2 separate regions of the Macaca mulatta genome follow, and region 2 is linked to region 1. The links are chromatin contacts, called in public Hi-C maps. All regions are on one chromosome and are shown on one strand. Each heading gives the region's core, a stretch centred on a gene start, on an enhancer-like site or on the middle of the called end of the contact. The rest is flanking DNA. Distances are from core to core; before and after follow the strand shown. Region 1 holds the start of CUL9 (cullin 9). Region 2 holds the start of MRPL2 (mitochondrial ribosomal protein L2).

The links. A called contact is a pair of places that touch in the nucleus more often than the background predicts.
Region 2: a Hi-C map of liver shows a contact between it and region 1, with 2.4 times the contacts expected there. The contact joins the promoter of MRPL2 here to the promoter of CUL9 in region 1. A contact is called at or near these places in 2 of 14 Hi-C or Micro-C datasets (CD4 T cells and liver).

What each region holds. Positions count from the first base shown.
Region 1 is chr4:138,946,878-138,952,541 of T2T-MMU8v2.0, forward strand. CUL9 (cullin 9) reads right to left here and starts at 1,947. Exons shown (of 41, transcript XR_013416372.1): 1 at 1,752-1,947. It overlaps SRF (serum response factor), which reads right to left. Exons shown (of 7, transcript XM_015136413.3): 5 at 5,480-5,664; 6 at 5,082-5,158; 7 at 2,469-4,869. The coding sequence ends at 4,774. It also overlaps a transcript of MEA1 not described here.
Region 2 is chr4:139,066,626-139,071,685 of T2T-MMU8v2.0, forward strand. MRPL2 (mitochondrial ribosomal protein L2) reads left to right here and starts at 2,982. Exons shown (of 7, transcript XM_077999921.1): 1 at 2,982-3,155. KLC4 (kinesin light chain 4) reads right to left here and starts at 3,778. Exons shown (of 16, transcript XR_013416388.1): 1 at 3,724-3,778; 2 at 1,834-2,116; 3 at 323-553. It also overlaps a transcript of MEA1 not described here.

The DNA.
Region 1 (5,664 bases), core at 697-3,196:
GAAATGGAAGAGTTGGCTGGGCCCGGTGGCTCACACCTATAATCCCAGCACTTTGGGAGGCCAAGGTGGGCAGATCATGAGGTCAGGAGTTCAAGACCAGCCTGGTCAACACAGTGAAACCCCATCTCTACTAAAAATACAAAAATTAGCCGGGTGTGGTGGCATATGCTACTCAGGAGGCTGAGGCAGGAGAATCACTTGAACCCAGGAGGCGGAGGTTGCAGTGAGCCAAGACCGCACCACTGCATTCCAGCCTGGGTAACAGAGCGAGATTCTGTCAAAAAAGAAAGGAAGGGAGGAAGGGAGGAAGGGAGGAAGGGGAGTTTACAAAAAGATAATGAAAAGAATAATAGGCAAGGTAACAATAAACAGTGACAGTTAAGCAAGATAGTTTAGGCAGGATAGCAGGGTGGCTGAGGGTTACAGATTAGGACTTAGAAAGATGACATGGGTGGACAGGAAGCACAGCAGCATGAGAGGCAGTGGGGTCAGAACATGTGAGGAAAAGTAGGACAGCAGAGGGGCACGACAAGGAGCATAAATGACAGAGTAAAGCTGCAAGATGGATGTAAAGGGTGGGCCATGGCAGATACAGAGAACGGAGATGACAAAAGGCTGGGATGTTGGGGCAAATGACTGGATAGGAAAAGTGTTTTCGAGTCTTGTGAAAGGGGGAGGGCCCTAGGGACCAGATAAAATTATGGGAAAGATGACCAGGTCCCACCCTGCACTTATGCTGTATGTATGGTAAGGATCTAAGTAAGTCAGGTAGACAAGACAGAGGTGGCAATCACTGGGTTAAAGGTAGGAAATGAGGTCAGGAGAGAAGCAATATTCAGAGATTTTAGTGTCAGATAAATGTGACTCTGAATTCTGGCTCTTTGTCTCACTGTCTGCATAGTTTGGAACAAGTTACTTAACCTCTGAGCTTGTTTCCTCTTCTGCAAGATGGTAGTAATATTCATAGTTACTTCATGAATTTAAAAAAGATCATGTATGTAAAGCACTTGGAACAGCATCGAGCACATGAGTGTTCAGTAAACATAATCTATTATTATTCTTAGATGGAGAAGGTAGGGGAGTCATCAAATAAATGCAAAGTTATTAAGACCGATTATAAATGGGAGTGGAATGATCAGGAAAGATATGAGTGATATGAAGCAGTGCAGGAGCAACAGGGAATAGTGAGAATAAGAATGGAAGAAGGTAAACCCAGATAAAGATATGGGTGGTCAGGGCAGGGGTCATGTTGGGGTACAGGGACAGAAGATTAGAGTAGAAGTGAAGAGGAGGGAGAAAGAAGGATGTGGACCTCAATGGAAGTAGGGGTCCACTTAGGATGGGGGGCAGGCCTGGATGGTAACCAGTGATGTGCCAGCGGGCAACTGATTAGCAGCAGGGGGAAGTAAAACAATCGGATAGGAGGAGGTGGGGGGATGTAATGTGGGCCTAGGAGAGCAACAGTGAACTGAGGTGTGGGGGTGAGGTCTGGACGCAGGGATGAGACCAGCAGATAGCAAGGTCAAGCCCAAGCTTGCAGAGCCGTGGAGGAGGCCAGCACTGCAGAGGGAACAGGTTGGGGGGAGGGGGGAGGATGTTTGGGGGCGCGGCCCAAAGAAGCTGAAAAGATCCAGTGAATCTCAGAGAGCAAGACCTCGTTCCCTTCGTCAGCCCCATGGACAGTGGCTAAAGAACCGGGGAGGAGACAGGAGAAGGGGAGGGACCGGGTCGGCGCAGAACTCTCCTCTCACCTCCCACCGCCCGGCTCAGCCCTCGCTGGGACCCAGCGGCCGGTCCCGCCGTCCTGGCCCCGCCTCTTCAGAGCTCCCTTCCGGGTCACACGGCGACTGCACGCACGGCCAGGCACCTACGGGTCCCACCGCGGCCCACGCCGAGCGTGGCGGAACAGCGCGCGAGTGGAGCATGCGTGCTACCGCGGCTGCTGCATGGGGAGAGGGTCGTGGGGGCGCGCTCCCGGCGGAGCCCGGGATCGAGGTCACGTTGCTCCTCTCTTAGCAGCAGGAAGAAGCCCCCTCCTCTTCACTGGGTCGGCTCTCCTAATCCTCCCTTTCCCATCACAGCGATCATGCTGACGAAATATAGTAACGCACACTCCCACCTTAAGGCTGTCCTTTTTGACTTTTCAGTAGGTCACGTGCCCATGAGTTTCCCAAACCCTTCAGCAATGCTTTGGATTAGTTGTGTCACTTTTCCTGTTAATTATAATTGCTCCTCTGCGTTGGCCTTAACACCTAGCAAAACCACGCACAGGGAGAAGGTACGCGGCACCCCGCAAAACATTCCTTAAATTAAATCGTATAGAATTAAACTGCCCAAAGCACACCTTAGCATTACCGTTCTCATCAAGCAGCCCAGATCGCTACTCAGAGCAGCAATTTTAGGAGTTTGCCTCGCGTTCATACCCCCGTCCCTCCCTAAGTAGAAAAACAGAGCCAAAGACCCCACAGTCTGTGCACAAAAATGATACATTTATTGAAAGAGTATTTTTTTTAATACAAAAGAAAGCTCTGTACATAGGACTGTGACCATGTCCACTATTCCTGGGTCAGCATCCCAGGGGAAGTAGAAACCACTGACATACACACTCACATTCACGCACACACACTCAGGCACACACACACACACATACCCCAGAGCCACCGAGGAAGGGAAACACCAAGGGTCGCTGCACATAAAAATGCCACCTCAACTCATCCCTGACACACGTATGTCCTCCCAAGGCCACGCTCACACAACACACATTATAAGCACTTTGCCTGATTCACTCACGGGGTCTGTCTTTTGTGGGAAGGAGAGGAAGAATTCATCAAAGGTCTCCTCCCATGGGTGGGGGAGTAGGGAGTGAGTGAGTGGTGGTGGAGTGAAACAAGAGCAGAGAAAAGGGGCTGGGCAGTTACAGACCTGAGTCCCAAGCTCCCCTGCTCTCTGGCCCCTGATTTGCCATGCCCCAGCCTTGAAAGCCACCCATAAGCCCCAGCTATCTCCAGGAGAAAGCCCAGAAAGGTGACTTCCATCTTGGCACCCCAAACTGGGGCAAGACAGCAATGAGGGTTAGAGGTTAGGGGGTTCTCAAACATGTCGGCAAATCATCCCCTTGATAACTAGGCTGTGCGTAAAATCTTCCCCCACCCCTTCACCTAATCACAGAAGCCAGCTTGTTCCTACTGAAGGCAGTCTTGGGGTTAAGAAAATTTCACCCCACTGCTGCCCCGTTTCTGAAAAAGCTCCCTTTCTGGATATAGGTGGTGAAGGTAGGCTCTGACACAGGGTAAAAGACCCTCCCCCCTATGCTGGCCCACCCTCAAGGTCTACCCCAAAGGGGGAGGAGGGGGGTGGGGCATGGCCCCTGTACAAATTACATAAATACTGAGGTTACACTTAGAAAAATAAATTCATTTTCTTCAAGGCTTTTTGTCTTAATTTAAAAAAGTTACAGTAGCTGCTCACTCCCTGGGAGAGCTGCCCATTTCTGGCTCCCCTTTGGCTGCATTCAGCCCAAGAGCTGCTCCCACTTCTTCTGACCCCCATTCCTGCCTCTCACCCCCTCCCAGACCCCACCCTGCTCACTGCAGCTTGGGCCCCAGGCAGCTGCAGGCCTGGGACAGCACAAGGCTGCAATGCCCATGCGTGTGGCACAAATGAAGTCAGTTGCCTCCGCCTGACACCCTCCCACCCCCACCCCGACATTTGGTCTCCCTCTTCCCTCTCCCTAGCAACAGCCCTAAAGGGCAAAAAGAGGCCCAGAGCTGTGGGTCACCCTCCCCACCCTATTGGGGCATGGCCTGAGGGCCCCTCCCCCGGCTTTCTCCTGGAAACAACCCAGGACTGGGCAAACCCAGAATCTCCCCCACACACTGGCGGACCCCAAGCTCGTGGGGTGGCTCTGTCCCCAGGGGCCCAGCCAGTTCTGGGGAGCCCTTGGGCTCTCCAGGGAAGGGGAGTTTGGGCAGGGAGGGGGACGAGAAAAACGCCATAAAAAAAAGTTAAATATTTTAAAAATATATATTTATAGATTTGTTTTCACTTCGTCTCCTCAAATAAAAAGTTCAAAATCAACTTTAAGTAAAGCAGCTGGGAGGAGAGGGGGGAAGACAAGAGGGAGAAGGGAACGCTGGTGGTTCCCTCCAACCCAGGATCCCCTGGAGGTCCAAGGGGAGCGGCAAGGCAGGGCAGGCAGCCCCAGGAGCCTGCCCAGTGCACAGGCCCAGCTACTCAGGAACTGAAGGGGCAGAGGGCAGCAGTGTGAGGGAAGAAGCCCCTGTCTCCCCAGCTGGCCCCCTGAGGGGCAGGGGCAGGGCTCTTTTGACCCAGCCTGTGGCAGACACAGGGCTGACCTGGGGTCAGCAAGGAGGCTAGCAAGAGGGCCCCAACTGCTTCTTTAGAGGAGGACACAGTGCCCAGCCCCACAGAAGGCCTGTGTGTGGGGAGGCGGGGCACGGTCCCATTGGGTAAGCTAATACTCATGGCAAACATCGAGCCAAGCTGGTGAGGGGGTCCCAGGAAGGAGGACGGCCCCTCCAGCAACAGAAATGGGAGGTGGGGCGGGAAGAAGGGGAGGCTGAGGGAGGACGGGTGGAGGCAGGCAGGCCCATTTCTTTGGCTGGAGTGAGAGGGCTCAGTCCTGTGGCTGCCCGTTCCTCCTCCCCGCCTCCCTCCTGCGGCCCGTCAACGTGTGTATAAAGAAAACGTGAAAAGGCAACAATAAATAAGTGGTGCCGTCCCTTGGGCCATCTGTCCAGGGCGGCGGGCGGATCATTCACTCTTGGTGCTGTGGGCGGTGTCCAGGTTCACCACCTGTAGCTCGGTGAGGTTGCTGCTGCTCCCGGCCTGCTGCCCTATCACAGCCATCTGGAGGGAAGGGGGTGAATGAGGAGAGGCAGGGACTGGCCAGCCGGCTCAGGCTCCCCTGGCTTCCCTGCCTGCCAACCACAGGCCTGAGCAGAAAAGCTGATGGGCTTCCAGGCTAGGGATTTTGGCTTTGATGAACTGGTAACAGGATCCCCCAAGGTCAAGACAAAGAAGTGGCTATCTGGGATGGGGTGAAAGATATCCCTGCCTACCTGGTGGAGCTGAACTGCTGAAACAGGGATCTGCACTGTCCCAGATGATGCTGTCAGGAACACCTGGGGGACACCACCTACATTGGAAAACCACAGGAGATACTCAAATTGTTTGTTGAAACTTCCAGATATTAGAGGAGTGGTGACAAATGCACAAGTGACTGGGGGAGTCTCAGATGTAAGAGCCCAAGGGAAAGGGTGCCAGTGTCTGAGGGTGCATGTGGGTGTGAGTGTTCAAGTGTGCATGGGTGTCCAAATGTGTATGTAAGCATCCAAGTCTGTGTTGTATTTGGGTAGAAATATTTGTAGGCATCAGTGCATACATGTGTGTGTGCACGTGTGTGTGTGTCTAAGGAAGGAAACGGTCCTCCTTTCCTTAGCCCTGTTCCTCTACTCACCTGGCTCCTGGACCTGGCTGTGGGACACCTGCATGGTAGATGGTGCCTGGGAGAAGGCATTCAACACGGTGAGGCTGCCATCACCCAGGCCTGAGGTGGGGGCATACATCACCGCATGCGGGCTAGGGTACATCATGTGGCCACCCACAGTTGTGGGCACGGATGACGTCATGATGGTGGCGGGC
Region 2 (5,060 bases), core at 1,732-4,231, 120 kb after region 1:
TGGAATTGTCCAGGTGTTTGTCTGTCTATTTGTCAAGCTTGTAATTGTGAGAGCAGGAACTGTGTGTGCCCCACTCACCAGTGCAGTGCACAACGCCTGGTACATAGGAGGCATCTCATTACATGTTGACTGAATTAGCTGAATATAGTTTTTCCCCTTGCTGTCACCAGGAGCTGGTGTCAGGGCTGAAAAAGGAATTCTTTCAGGTAAGAGCAGTTTGGGTAGAGCTAATGGACCCTGAGGATGATGGGGCAATTTCCCCCATGTCTGTGGTAACTCCTGGCTGCCCACCCCTTAGCCAGTCTCGCCTGTGAACACTCACCGTGGTGTGTCCATCCTCATCATACTGTCGCAGCTGCCCCAGGAACTCCAGGTGCTTCTTTTCCTCCTCCAGCTGAGCCACAGCCTGTTCACTGCGCTGTAGCCGCTGCTGGGTGCCAGCCAGCTCGTCCCGCAGCCACTGGTTCTCCTGGCATAGCCGCCGCACCTGAGCCCGCAGCTTCTGTTTCTCCGACTCCACTGTGCTCAGGTGGCTGGCTAGAGCCAGCATCACCTAGATGGGCATATCCCCTGAGCTCCAGATTCTGGGTGGGAGTATTCAGGAACAGGTGGAAGGGGAGCCTACTGGGACGTAGCAAGACTGGCAGGTGCACAAAGGAGCCAGAAGGTGGGGGTGTAGCAGTGGCACTACCTTCAAAACATCCTGAATCCAATTTCCCACCACCTCCACTGCCGTCACCCTGGGCCAAGCCACTATCAATTCCTACCCAAATTACTACAATAACTTCCTCACTGGCCTCCTTGTTGCTGCCCTTGTTCTCCTACTGTCTATTCGTAACCCAGCAACCAGATGATGCCAAGTTAGACCACATCACTCCTCTTCTAAAAACATTCCAATAGTTTCCATCTCACTCAAAGTAAAATCAGGGTCAGGCACAGTGGCTCACGCCTGTAATCCCAGCATTTTGGGAGGCCAAGGCGGGTAGATCATGAGGTCAGGAGTTCAAAACCAGCCTGGCCAACATGGTGAAACACCATCTCTACTAAAAATACAAAAATTAGCCGGGTGTGGTGGTGCGCGCCTGTAGTCCCAGCTACTCAGGAGGCTGAGGCAGGAGAATCGCTTGAACCTGGCAGACAGAGGTTGCAGTGAGCCAGGATGGTGCCACTACATTCCAGCCTGGGCAACAGTGCAAGACTCCATCTCAAAAAAAAAAGTAAAATAAAAGTCCTCGGGATGGCCTACAAGTTCCACTTGATCCATCTCCCTCCCCTCATTCACTCTACTGCAGCCATACTGGCCCCTTGCTGTTCACTGACCTCACCAGGCAGACTTCCGTTCAGAGTCTCTGCACTTGCTGCTCTCTCTGATTAGGACGCCCTTCCCCTGTTTAATAGGCATGACTCATTCCCCTCACCTTCACATCTTTGCCAAAATGTCACCTTTTCAAAAAAGGGTGACCTTTTTTGACCACCCTATCTAAAATTATACCCTCTCTCCACAGTCCCTAGTTTCCTTCCCTGCTTTATTTTGGTCCTTTTATCCTTAGCAATTATCATTCTGGCATACCAAATCATTATTTATTTAGGTATTGTCTGTCTTCCCCAGCTAGAAGGTAAGTTCCAAGATGGCAAAGATTTTTACAATTTTGTTCAATGATGTATTTCTTCAGTGACCAAAAGCATTCTGGCACATAGTAGTGACTTAATACATATTTAATGAATGGATGCAAACGTCTAGAGTGAGGTGATCCCAAGCAACCCCAAACCTTCAATCAGGTACCTGTTCCTCCATCCACCCTGGACCACTTGGCACCACCTTTGCCCTCTCACCTGGGCCTCACTCAGCCCGAGCTCAATGTTTTCCATAGAACGGCGAAGCTGCCGGGCCTTCTCATGCACCAGCCCTTCCTCATGGCCTCCCTGCTGCAGACACTCAATGGTCTGGGACAGGCTTTGCAGCACGGCCTGGTGTTCACTGTGCAGGGCCTCTAGCCCTTGGCTGACCAGCCGTGTGCTCCCCAGGATCTCCTCTTGGCTGAGCCGGTGGCCTGCAGGCTCATCCCGCTGCCCCAACACCAGGCCTGACATCCTGGCCTGGGGGACCTTGCCCGGTCTAGGGAGAAAAAACAGAGTTCGGCTGGCGTAAAGATGAGACAGAGAAGCTGAGAACTTTCTCAGAGGGTGGTGGGAATCCAAGTGAAGGGACAAAAGTAAGAGTGACCCTGTGGCTTAGTTGGAGAGAGAGAGTGACCAGCAGGCAGGGAGCCCAGATCACTAAACTCAAAGTTAAGGTTGTGGGCAAAGTGAGAGGGAGATGAATTGACTTAAATAAAGAAAGACTATAGTAGGAGCAAAGGTGCTTAGAACTAGCAGAAGGATTCAGGACTTAGGAAGAGAACAGAAAAGCAGTTAGAGCCTGAGTTAGGAAAAGTTATCCAGGGATGAGAGACAGCACTATGGAGATCACAGAGGATCTGAGGGAGAGCTTCAAAGGGCACACGGCTAAAGTGGGATTATGCAGAAAATAATGCAAGGATCTAGAAAAAAGAGAAGGAATCTCTGCAAAGTTAAATCAGGGAAGAAAGGGAAAAGAAGAAAACAGGAGCCTTCCTTGCAGGATCCACATTAGAGGGTCCCAGAAAGCTCAAGGTCTTCAGGCTGCATCACCTGCAGAACTAAGCCCAGCATCTCCAAACCTGGTCAGTCCTACATCTTTTCCTACTTACCTTCAACCCATACTTCCCACCCCCCAGGACCCAGACTGTGTTCCCGCTTCCTCAGAAGGGTCTTGTTTCTCATCTTTGAAGTCTTCTTACCTGTGTACAGAGCAGAGGCCCTGGCTGTGGCACTCAGGCCGGAGCCCGGAAGAAATGTTCAGCAGCCAGAGAATCAGAAGGATCTGCCCTGCCCAAAGTCCAGAAGTCCAGCGTTCCCACCCCTTCTCTCACCACTTCACAGCTACCCAGAGGACCTGGCACAGAGCCCCACCCAGGACAAACAGCCTCCCTCCCTCACTCCCTCTGCCTACAGGTCTTTAAAGACGCCCAATTCCCTTCTTCTTCCCCAAGCCAGCCTCCCTCATCGCCGGCCTGGGGAGCTACTGTCTCCCAGGAATATGAGAGAGACACTTAATCAGAGACCTACAGCAAGAGGCATGTCTGGGAAAGGGGAGGGAGGAACACCTGGTCACTCCACACCCAGTCACTTCAATGGCTTTGTCTCTGTCACGGTCACCTACAAACAGGCTCTGAGAGGTATCACCGTAGGGTGCCCCCCTAATGCCCGATGATGCAGGGAAGAATGGGAGGTCTGCTGAACGGCTGCCGGGTCACAAGGAGGGTCTCCCCGGCCTGGAAACGCAGTAGAGGAGTGCCTCGGGCTGTCGACCTGCCCTGGGGCCCAGGGTTGGGAGAATGAGATGGGCGGGGGCGGTAGGGGGGAGGTGTGGATGGACGACCGAGGTCCGGGGCTCCAGCGAGGACCTGGAGGCCTAACGACCCCGAGGTCACTGAATCAGTTGGTGGCGCAGGGGGCGGGGCAGGCCGGCTATCTGTCTGTCTGGACGCCGAGGGGCGGGGAAGAATCGCGAAGGGCGGAGTTTTTGAGCCTGGAGTTTTGTAAGATTGGTTGGAGGGGGTTTGTTTATCTTTCTGGGAGTGCGAGAATAAGAGATGGCAGAGACCTTAACCTTCAGCCTCAGAGGTACCCTCAAAGACTCACCTGCAATCTGCCGGTCTGGCTGCCGCTCTTGCCGGTACTGCCCCTTTAAATCCATGATGGCTGCCGCTCGAGGCAATTGTTTTGACGGGTCTGGGGGCGGGGCCTGTTTCCTAGTCACGGGACATTAGAGCTGCCCGCGGATTGGCTCTCACCGCGTTCAGGTAGGAAAGGAGGTGTGTATCCTGCTTGGGCTCCAGTTTTCTGCCCGCCTCCGTTTACGTTTTGCGGAGCGACGGCGCCGGACAGTCAACGTCATCTAGGAGCGCCGAGCAGCTTGGCTAAAAGTAAGGGTGGCGTGCTGAGCCCTGGATAGCCGGATGGCCCTGTGGGCACTGACCCGCGCTCTGCGCTCTCTGAGCCTGGCGCCCCCGACCGTCGCCACCCCTGCCCCGAGTCTGTTCCCCGCCGCCCAGGTAATCCATCTTACCCGGGAAGAAGGCTGCTTCCATTCGGGCTACCGGAGATGGGGTCTGCGGGGATGCGAGGCGGGGGTTGCAAGTCTGGTCAGGAGTCACGCAGGTCCATGACCATGGATAAGGCACACTCAGCCTCAGCTTTTTCCTCCACAAGTGTTGCTATCTCATAGGGCGAAATTCTTCAGACGAGATACTTAAGGTGAAAGTGCTTTACAGATCACCGGTTATACAGGTTTCGGTAATAACTATCGTTTATCGAGTGCCTATGATAAGCCAGGTATAGGTAATAGACGTTTCAAATAAATGAACTCCTTTCAAATACTCTATAAGGCAGTTACTATTCCCATTTTGTAGATGAGGAAAATGATAAGGAGTCCAAGGTCACACACACAACTATCAGAGCTAAGCAGTCTGTCTTTCAGAGCCAGTGCTCTTAACCATTATGATACGATACCTACAAGGATGAGTTACTGCTGATATTAGAGAATGCAGGGCAAGATACAAAGAACAGTGGCCTCAGGGGAAGGTATCCTGAGGTCCTAGTGGGTGGGTGACTGGTGAGTCACGCAAAAGAGAAGTAAGTCTTGCTCCTCTGGAGCTCTCAAGCTGCTTATGGTAGAGTTTGACAGATGCATGTTTAAAATTCAAATCCAAATCAACCTACTCTGAAATGCTGGGAATACAGCAAGGAACAAGAGTGAAATGACCCCTCCCCTCCATTCGTATGTGAATAATTCCCAGCAACATAATGCAGAGGGCAAAAGGAATTGGCACTGATGGTGATACATGGATGTATGGAAGTTACCAGCTATGGAGAAGGGAATTGTTTAGGTAAAAACAGATTCCTGGAGATGGAGAGTTCTGGGCCAAATTTGGAAGGAGATGATCATGGGGAGAACATTATTGGGCAAGCTGTGAAGG